2 separate regions of the Mus musculus genome follow, and region 1 is linked to region 2. Evidence: chromatin contacts called from public HiChIP or PLAC-seq data. All regions are on one chromosome and are shown on one strand. Each heading gives the region's core, a stretch centred on a gene start, on an enhancer-like site or on the middle of the called end of the contact. The rest is flanking DNA. Distances are from core to core; before and after follow the strand shown. Region 1 overlaps Adk (adenosine kinase). Region 2 overlaps Adk (adenosine kinase).

Evidence for each region. HiChIP or PLAC-seq counts read pairs in DNA pulled down with a chosen protein or histone mark.
Region 1: a RAD21 HiChIP or PLAC-seq map of pro-B cells shows a contact between it and region 2, with 2.4 times the contacts expected there. The contact joins two enhancer-like sites. A contact is called at or near these places in 1 of 39 promoter capture datasets (the 3T3-L1 cell line), 2 of 15 datasets of contacts at CTCF or cohesin (large pre-B cells and pro-B cells) and 14 of 484 Hi-C or Micro-C datasets (8-cell embryo, CD8 T cells, the HPC-5 cell line and 10 more).

What each region holds. Positions count from the first base shown.
Region 1 is chr14:21,191,771-21,196,155 of GRCm38.p6, reverse strand. All of the region lies in intron 4 of Adk (adenosine kinase), which reads right to left. Among named protein-coding and RNA genes, the nearest start is that of Adk, 140 kb to the right of the region's middle. Within about 2 kb of position 1,610, at least 56 of the 459 cell types and tissues checked have an H3K27ac peak or open chromatin away from gene starts, as enhancers often do. A contact at or near this core is called in the P5424 cell line and pro-B cells, where this site is marked.
Region 2 is chr14:21,141,731-21,146,175 of GRCm38.p6, reverse strand. The region is part of intron 3 of Adk (adenosine kinase); the gene reads right to left. Among named protein-coding and RNA genes, the nearest start is that of Adk, 91 kb to the right of the region's middle. Within about 2 kb of position 2,330, at least 26 of the 459 cell types and tissues checked have an H3K27ac peak or open chromatin away from gene starts, as enhancers often do. A contact at or near this core is called in the P5424 cell line and pro-B cells, where this site is marked.

The DNA.
Region 1 (4,385 bases), core at 361-2,860, 51 kb before region 2:
ATCCTGTGAACCTGTGGATCTGCCCGTAGTCAGAGGAACTACCCTCTCTAAGTTGATACAGCTACTATATGTATCATAACACCAGGGGAGCAAACAGGACCCTGGAGGAAATAAATAAATAGAGAAAATAAACTGAATTCTCCCACATTTAAAGCAAAGTACTCCTGAAACCATCCTGCTGGACGAGCATGAGCACCGGAGAGGGGACTCCCTGTGTGTGCATGTGTGTGTGTGACCATGCAGATATGACAGTGATATGCTAACACTTGGGGGGGGGGGAGACAGGAGGTTGCCTGCACTTCAGTCAACTTCAAGGTTCAGCAAAAGACTATCCAGATATAGAAACACTCCAACGTTGTCCTCTGACCTCCACATGAGTTCAATAACACACACGGTGTGTGTGTCTGTCTGTCTGTCTGTCTGTCTGTGTCTCTCTCACTCTCTCACACACACACATTCATGAGTGAGTGCACACACAGTCATACACATACACACAATCACATACGTAAACATACAGAGTCACAATACACACGTACACAGTCACACACATTAACACACATGCACAAACACAGAGTCACACAGAGACACATGCACACACACAATACAAACAACAAATTGGAGAAACATTTAACTGGGGACGTGATAGGCCCTAAGGGTAAATTACTATGACTGATTAGCTAAACTGACAGAGTGTCCAACCACCTTCTAAATGCCTGTTTACAGCCAGAGAACTAATGAGAGAAGCATTTCTTTCTTGAAAATAGCCGAGAAGGCAGAAGCTTAATATTTCCAAAGTGAGTGTTGATAATAAAGGACGGGTGAGAGCAAAGCTATAAATAAGAAATGTAGCCGGGCAGTGGTGGTGCACGCCTTTAATCCCAGCACTTGGGAGGCAGAGGCAGGCGGATTTCTGAGTTCAAGGCCAGCCTGGTCTACAAAATGAGTTCCAGGACAGCCAGGGCTATACAGAGAAACCCTGTCTCAAAAAAACCAAAAGAAATGTATACCAGTCCCAATAAGGCTCAGGGAACATGACATACAGCTTCACTGAAAGAACAAAACTATGAGAGCAATGACCATGCTCTGAAATGATGAACTGAAATAAATCTTCCTCCTTTCAAGGTGTTTATCTCAGATATATAAACATGGCAACCAAAATCTGACTGAAACAAACCCTTATACCACTTTTGAAAAAAATAAGGTGGTTTGATTTTAATGAAATCAACCATACATTCCGAGGTTGATTCAGAAATCACACTCCCAGTGAAATGGAACTTTATGTTAACACAAAGATGCATAAACAAATGTTTATAGCAGTTTTTTCCATAATTGCTCCAAATTGGAAACAATCCAAATACTACTCTAGAGTGAATGGAGACACAGTATACTATACATCACGATAATGGAAAACCACTCAGCTGTAAAACCAAACAAAGCAAAGCTCTGTCTACTTACATACGACAAAAATGCATGACTGTAAGGTACCTTTCTGTCACAGGCAGGAAGCCATATTCAAAGACCATGCACGCACGATCCCGAGTTAGTGAGGGCTGGGAACTCAGGCTGGAGAGAACTGAGCCGGGTTGCTTTGGAGGAGGAAGTAATATCAGAAAGCCAAAATGAAAGGAAGAGCTTGCTTTCTGTTCCTCTCGTGCCAACCCTTCATGGAGTGACATCCTGCTCAAGGGTCAGGTGCACATATAAAGGGGTAGGGAGGGGTTGTGGTCTACCAAGAGGCTGGGCAACAAAACCCTCCTGTTATTTTTGGGACCTGGGAGTCTGGTAAAGACTGGAAAGGTTAGAATTTTGAGAAGAATAAAACGAAGCCAGAAATGAAGCAAAGTGTCTTCCAGCTTCCTTTCCCTCTGCCCATGGGTAAAGCCTTGAGGGAGGTGTGTGAGGAATGTACTGACAAAACCTGCCAGTGCCTGGAACTGAGCTATGTGTAAAGAGCATGTGTGAGGCCTTGACTGTCACTCACTTCTTTAGCAACTGCTAGGGAACATACATGCACCAAATGTGACACACATAGGGTGATTTGTCCCTGAATCCTCTCTGGTGAAACTTTGGTTCAGTGTATGATGGGGTTTGAAGAAAAAAGAAAATCACACACAGGGGTTTGGTGATGTCTCGGTTGGCAAAGTGTTTGCTGTGTGTCTTGGTTAGGGTTTCTATTGTGGTAATAACACACCATGACCAAAAAAACAAAAAACAAGTCTAAACTCTAAACAAAAGGGTTTATTACAGCTTACAACTCTAGTATAACAAAAGATCAGGGCAGAAACCTGGGGGCAGGAATGAAACAAAGGTTAGGTAGGACAGTGCCTATTCCCTTCTTGACCATGGGCTTGCTCAGGTGGCTTTCTTGTATATCCCATGACCCCAGGGTGGCACCACCCACAATGGGCTGGTTCCTCTCATGTCAATCACTAATTAAGAAAATGTCCACAGGCAAATCTTACTGAGGCTTTTCTTTTTAAATTGGTTCCCTCTTCTCAGATAACTCCAGCTTTTGTCATGTTGACATACAAACAAACAAACAAACAAACAAACAAAAACAAACCATCAACTGGAGACTGTGTAAGTGCCAGGTCCTGCACTTTCCTAAAAGCATTGAACATCATGGTGTGGGAAGGCAGAAATGAGCAGATGCCTGGAGCCTTCCATCCAGCTAACCATCCTAGCTGAGTTAAGGAGCCCAAATCAATGAGAAATCCAGTTTGGAAAAACAAGGGCCAGCTCTTGATGAATGATACACAAGGTTGTCCTCAGATCTCCATACACACTTGCACACATGATCACGTAGACAAACACAGAAACACACATTCTACGAAACGCTAGAAATGGCAAAATCATATGAATAAAAAATTAGGAAGGAACAGACTGCATTTCACCCAGAAGGTAACTTAAAAAAAAGGCCTACTACTAATTCTAGAAAGTCTGTGTCAAAGAAAAAAATAATGAATTAGGGAAAAGTATAAAAACATATTTGCACCAGTTCACAACCCCTACAGTCCTACGTGGTGACATGATATGTTTTAGATGCATGGTGCATATTGTGGGTCTAGTTTGCAGGTGAGGAACACAGAGCTTAGGGATGTCTTCTGTTTGATAGCAACTAGGCTTGCTCCTTTTCTAGGGAGAGACATTTACCACTTGCTTACTTAACCCAAGAAATGTCCCAGAAAGGGAAGCAGAACCTTACACCACAGGCAACCCGAGCAAGAGCTGTCAAAAGCAGAGCTGAGCATGAGGCAACGTAGGACATCTTCTACAATGAAGTGATTATTTTATATCTAATTGTCATTGTGGTTTGTATGAAGTACAAACCCAGAATAAACCTGTATAACAAAATAGTTTTTAGATATTATTTAAAAACTTGGAAACTAAAAACATGACATACCAGCCCCAGCACTCAGGAGGCAGAGGGAGGTGGATCTCTGTAAATTCCAAGCCAACTCGGTCTATAGAACGAGTTCCAGGACAGGCAGGACTATACACAGAGAAATACTGTTTAAGAAAAGAAATAAAACAAAACACCACCACCACAATAAAACCACACACTCAAACTAACCAGACGCAAGTCTGGACATCTCAGTGACCTTCTCCACGTTAGACTAGGCATCGTGAAGCTGTAGAACTTCACCCCGGCTTCTGCACTCAAGTGTCAAATATATTTCCATGTAGTATCCAAACAGGAAGTCAGACCACCAATCTCTAAATCTTTGGTTGTGGACAACAGCTTTTTTTTTTTTTTGCTTTTTTTTAAAAGAAAATAGATCAAATTTACAAAACACAACAGATAAAAACAGAGTGATGAGATTTAGTCGTATTTGGCAGGAAACCTTCTAGTCTCCTGACTGCCAACATTATCTCACAACAGGACAAACTGGCAAAAGTACTAGATTGCTATTACTCATTTTTTTCCTAGTGACCAGTGATCTAAATATCCGCATTAGTAAGGAGTTTTAATAGAATGGAACATCTGGTTTATGTTACATGGGAGACAGGAAAATTCTTCCGCTGACTGGATTATTAATGCGCAAGCCGGTGATGGCACTTGCTTTTCTCTCATGGCCCTACATGAGGTCTCTGAAGCACATCCTATTCCCTGATGTAATACGTTTTTCTGTTAACTGTACAGAACTGTAGATGCCATAATTTTAATGTGACATGCTGGTATTTCTTTTTCAAAACCACAGAAACATTTCTTACTCTCAATCACAAATTTAAACTTCCTTTATTTTCCCAGATCACTAGGCATTTTTCTTTTAGAACAGCTGACTGAAATGGAAGACTTCAATTTTTTCAATTTGTCATCTCATTTTTAATAGACTCTTTACCAGCTAACTCAGAATGTAAATCTGGAGGAAAATGAACCTTGC
Region 2 (4,445 bases), core at 1,081-3,580:
ATTACCTGACTCTATAAAAGCCCAATTTGCAAATGTTCAAGGAAAAAATTAAAACTGTTTGGATATGGGCAGTTATACCAAAGAATTCGACTCGTATAGTTTTTGATTGCGCCTAAATCATCAGTAGAACTACTCTCAAGGTTAAACTTAACAGCAAAGAAAGTAATAGCGACACCGGACAGGGGAAAACAGAACAGCAGTGATTAATTCATGAGAATCAAGAATCCTGAGCTCTAAGTCTGACGAGAGAAGCCCAGAAGAAATCCAGAATGCAAACAAACTTACATTGTTATCCCACCCAAAGGAGGCACATAGGTGGGTGGCACTGGGATCTTTAACAACAGAGTGGTTAAATGCCAGACATGGTGGAGCACGCCTTGAGTCCCAGCACTCAGGAGGCAAAGCCAGGTACAGTATGGATGAGGTCCAGAACGACCAAGGCTGCATAGAAAGACCGAGCCAAAACCAAACCAAACAAAGAGAGTGAAAGCAGACCATCAACGTTTAAAAAGCAGCTAAACTCTGAGGCTCCCTTCTAACATTTGTATGCAATACGGTGGCTGTCCATCCTACAGTACAGACTACAGTGCCTCTATCTACAAAAGATAAACTGACAACAGAAAAATGTTTCAGTAGCAGAAAGGCTAACACAGACTTGGCAAGCTAAACTAGAACTTTCCATTTTATTCTCCTTCTTGGATCTTAGACGGCAAGGAACAATACCATCCTAGATCCAAGGTGATCAAAGAAACAACCAAACATCAACATAAAGAAACATCACTACAAAACTTTTTAACAGTGACTGAGTTGACAAGGCCTACCCCATGCAATTAATGTCATTTAATGTCCCTCTATTAAACAAAAAGGCTAAGATCACCATACATTTGAATGCAACTGCTGAGAAAGAGAAAATCAAATCTAAAAAGTAATGGAAAATTGGAGAAAAATAAGACACCATGGAACAAAAGAGAAAGAAAAAAAAAAACCACTTAGCATTCTCAGAGAAATGCAGGTAAGTACTGCACCCATGAAACAAGAACCAAGTCTATTTTAAATTTAAGGGAGAAAATAAAGTATTTGTTTTTTAAATGTTAAGTCTTTCTCACTCTCTGAATCTTTTAAAATACTACTATTCAATTACTGCATGCATGCATGCTTGTATGCACGAATGTACCATGGCTTACATGTAAAGGTTGAATTCTCTCCTTCCACTGTGTGAGACCTGAAGAATCAACTCAGGTCTCAGGCTTGCAAGCATGAAACTTTACTTGCTGAGACATTTTACCAGGCTACATACTTTGAATATTAATAATACAAAGAAGTATTTAAAAAATTCTCAAAAGTTAAAAAAATATAACATAGATTACTTTGGGATTACATTTATAAAAAATAATCCAAGATGCCCAAATTTTGAAAATATGTTTCTAAAGCACCAAGAGTTAAGAGTAGGGAGATGGCTCCGGGCTAGGAGTGCTTGCTGCTCTTCCAGAGGGCCAGAGTACAGTTCCCACCACCCACAACTCCCACTCTATGGGAGCCAACAGAGGTGCATGCTACTACTTAATATCACACTAGAATATTAGCAGCACCATTAAACGAAAGGAGGAGAATGACAACTGTAAGTACTGGAAATCTAAGAGAGATTAATTAGTACTTACACTTCATATTGTTGAGTTGCTGAAAAAAGATACAAAGAAAACAAGTCAGGCATGTGGGAATATTCTTGCTGTACTCCCACTGCTCAAAAGGCCAAGGTGGGAGGATTGCCAGTTTGAGATCAAGTTTAAGTCAGCCAGGGTTACATAGCAGGTATCCTATCTCCAAACCAACACATAGACACAGACAGACAGACAGGCAGACAGACAGGCAGACAGACAAACAGACACACACACAGACTCTCTCTCTCTCTCTCTCTCTCTCTCTCTCACACACACACACACACACAGACTCTCTCTCTCTCTCTCTCACACACACACACACACATACACACACACAAAGAAGACAAGGAGGAGGAAGCTGATGCCTTAAGAGAGAGTCTGAGAGAAGGAAAAGCATATATGTAATAGAGTGGGCTGAAGGTCAGATTAAGTTATCTAAAAAGAGAATGTTAAAACAAAAATAAGAAAGAGAAGATTAATTCAAAGTAAACAAATTCAGCCATCATCGTGAACAAGCCTCGAAGCAGCCGTCCCTGGAGTGCCAAGAGAGGACCACAGTTCTAACATCACTACTGCAGCCAATGAACCGTGGAGCACAGCTGGGAGGATGGGAAGTTTGGGGCAAGCTTGGGCAACTGAGTTTCCTTTGCCAAGGTGTGGGGTTGGGAGGGAAAAAAACAACCTAGAGCAGAAACCGGCTCAGTGAGGGACTGTATTACACTTCTGAACTAAGGAACTGTGGGTTCATGAGAAGACAGAGCTTTTTATAAAGGGTTCATAAGATAGAGCGTTAAGTCCTGGGGGTTTGTTACAGCTGCAACAGGAAACTAACATACTCTCCCTTGCCAGAGTAGTCAAGTGCTGCCCCCTAGCATTTACACTTCGAGCTACACTATGGAGACCAGATTGATACAGATCCTATGTCATCAAATCCAACCTGCAGAACAAGAAAGCCTTCACACAACTTCTCTGTGATGCAGGGTCCTCATTTCTAACCCTTTGATGGCTTGCTCCATTGAATGCCATGCAGCTGCCATCTCTACAGTTAAAATGGGCAACAGTTTTGCTCAAGTCTCCAAGAGCCAATGCAGTGATGTATCTGAACTCGTTTGAGAGCCTTTGCCAGGGTGTTAATTGCTGTGGTACTGAAGATTGTTCCCCTGTTAACGACGCTTTGGCTTTGATGTTGACCAAAAATTAGAGGTTCAGAGGACTCATGTGCGGCTTAATGATGGGATGTATTCAGAAAAACATATAAGGAGATTTTTGTCACTGTGCAACACTAGAGTTATCTAATCAGAAGGAACAGCCTGCTACAAATCTAGGTGCATGAATTGGCTATCTGCTCCCAGACTATAATCATGCGTAACATATTATACTATTGAATACTGCAGGCAGCTACAATGCAACTGGAGGTATTTATAGAAAAGATACCATAAAAATACAATACGAAAGACAAAATATGGTGCTGTCCTCACCAATGGAGCATGCAACATTGGAAGTTACTGTGAGAGAGACAGTGGGTGAGTTTTGAGTGCTGAGTCAGACACACTGTGTTTTAGAACTGCTTAACACAGCCCACTATGTTACAAAAGCCTTTATTTTCATCTTTAGGTGTGTGTGTGTGTGTGTGTGTGTGTGTGTGTGTGTGTGTTTGCTCATGTGTGGGCATGCAGATATTGCAACATAAGGATGGAGATCAGAAGTCAGCTTGTGGAATATGGTTCTCTGCTTCTGTCATGTGAGTCCCTGTAACTGAACAGGTCACGAGGCTTTGTGGCAAGGGCCTTACCACCTGATGAGCCACCTTTCCAGCCCAATTTATTCTTTTAATAACATTCAGATTACTATCAACTTTTATATTTAATTTTCTTCTTTGTACTAACTTAAGACACAAAATATATTGTACTGCTGTATACAAAATGTTTAATTTCCTTCTGACCTTATTTCATGAGCATTTTCCTACTTTGAATTTCTTGTGAGATGGGGGGGAATAGTCTTTTGCAGTATCTCACACATACGAGGGGAGCCTTCTGCAGCAGAGCCACATCCACAGCTACCTTTTCTTCTATTTTTTTTTTCCCAGTGTACCAAGTGCTTGTTTAGAGGAGACACCCCAGCACTCTCTGCAGAGGGAGTAAGCATGGTAAAAACCCTGCAAGAGGTTCACTGTAGCCCACTACTACTGTAGCCCACTACTACTGTAGACAACTACTGGGCTGAAGCACACATACTCCAAACACCAAGCCAACTGACCAAAGGTTTTTTTGTAAACTGAGAACCGCACTGTATGTGAATAAGCAAGTGCTTGCGTGACAACTGGCAAGATAATCAAACAGCAAAGTGACGTAAGGAGACTTACATCAAACCAACAGAAACGAAATACATACGACTTTTAACTATTTCAAAAGGAGCAGTAAAATGTCAGCACTAGAGAGACCATAAAATGAGACATTTATAATGCAACAGAAATGAGTGGAAACAGCCTCGTATCTCCTACGAGGAAAATTAACTTTATATGTAACATTCAGCAAAGCAAAAATTATTAGCAACATCTCCCCTTTATGCAAATAACTACTTATATTTTGACTTAGTCACATTAAAGACAGTAAACAAATCATCTGCACATCATAACATAAGTACATTCAGAATAATTAAGGTTTCTCAGCATGTTAAACCCCTGCAAACGGTTTCCTATCAGAGTTTAGGATGCAGTCGGTTTTCATTCAGACAACAAGGACTTACTTGCTTCATATCAATGGAAAGTTCAAGCTAATAGGAAAACGA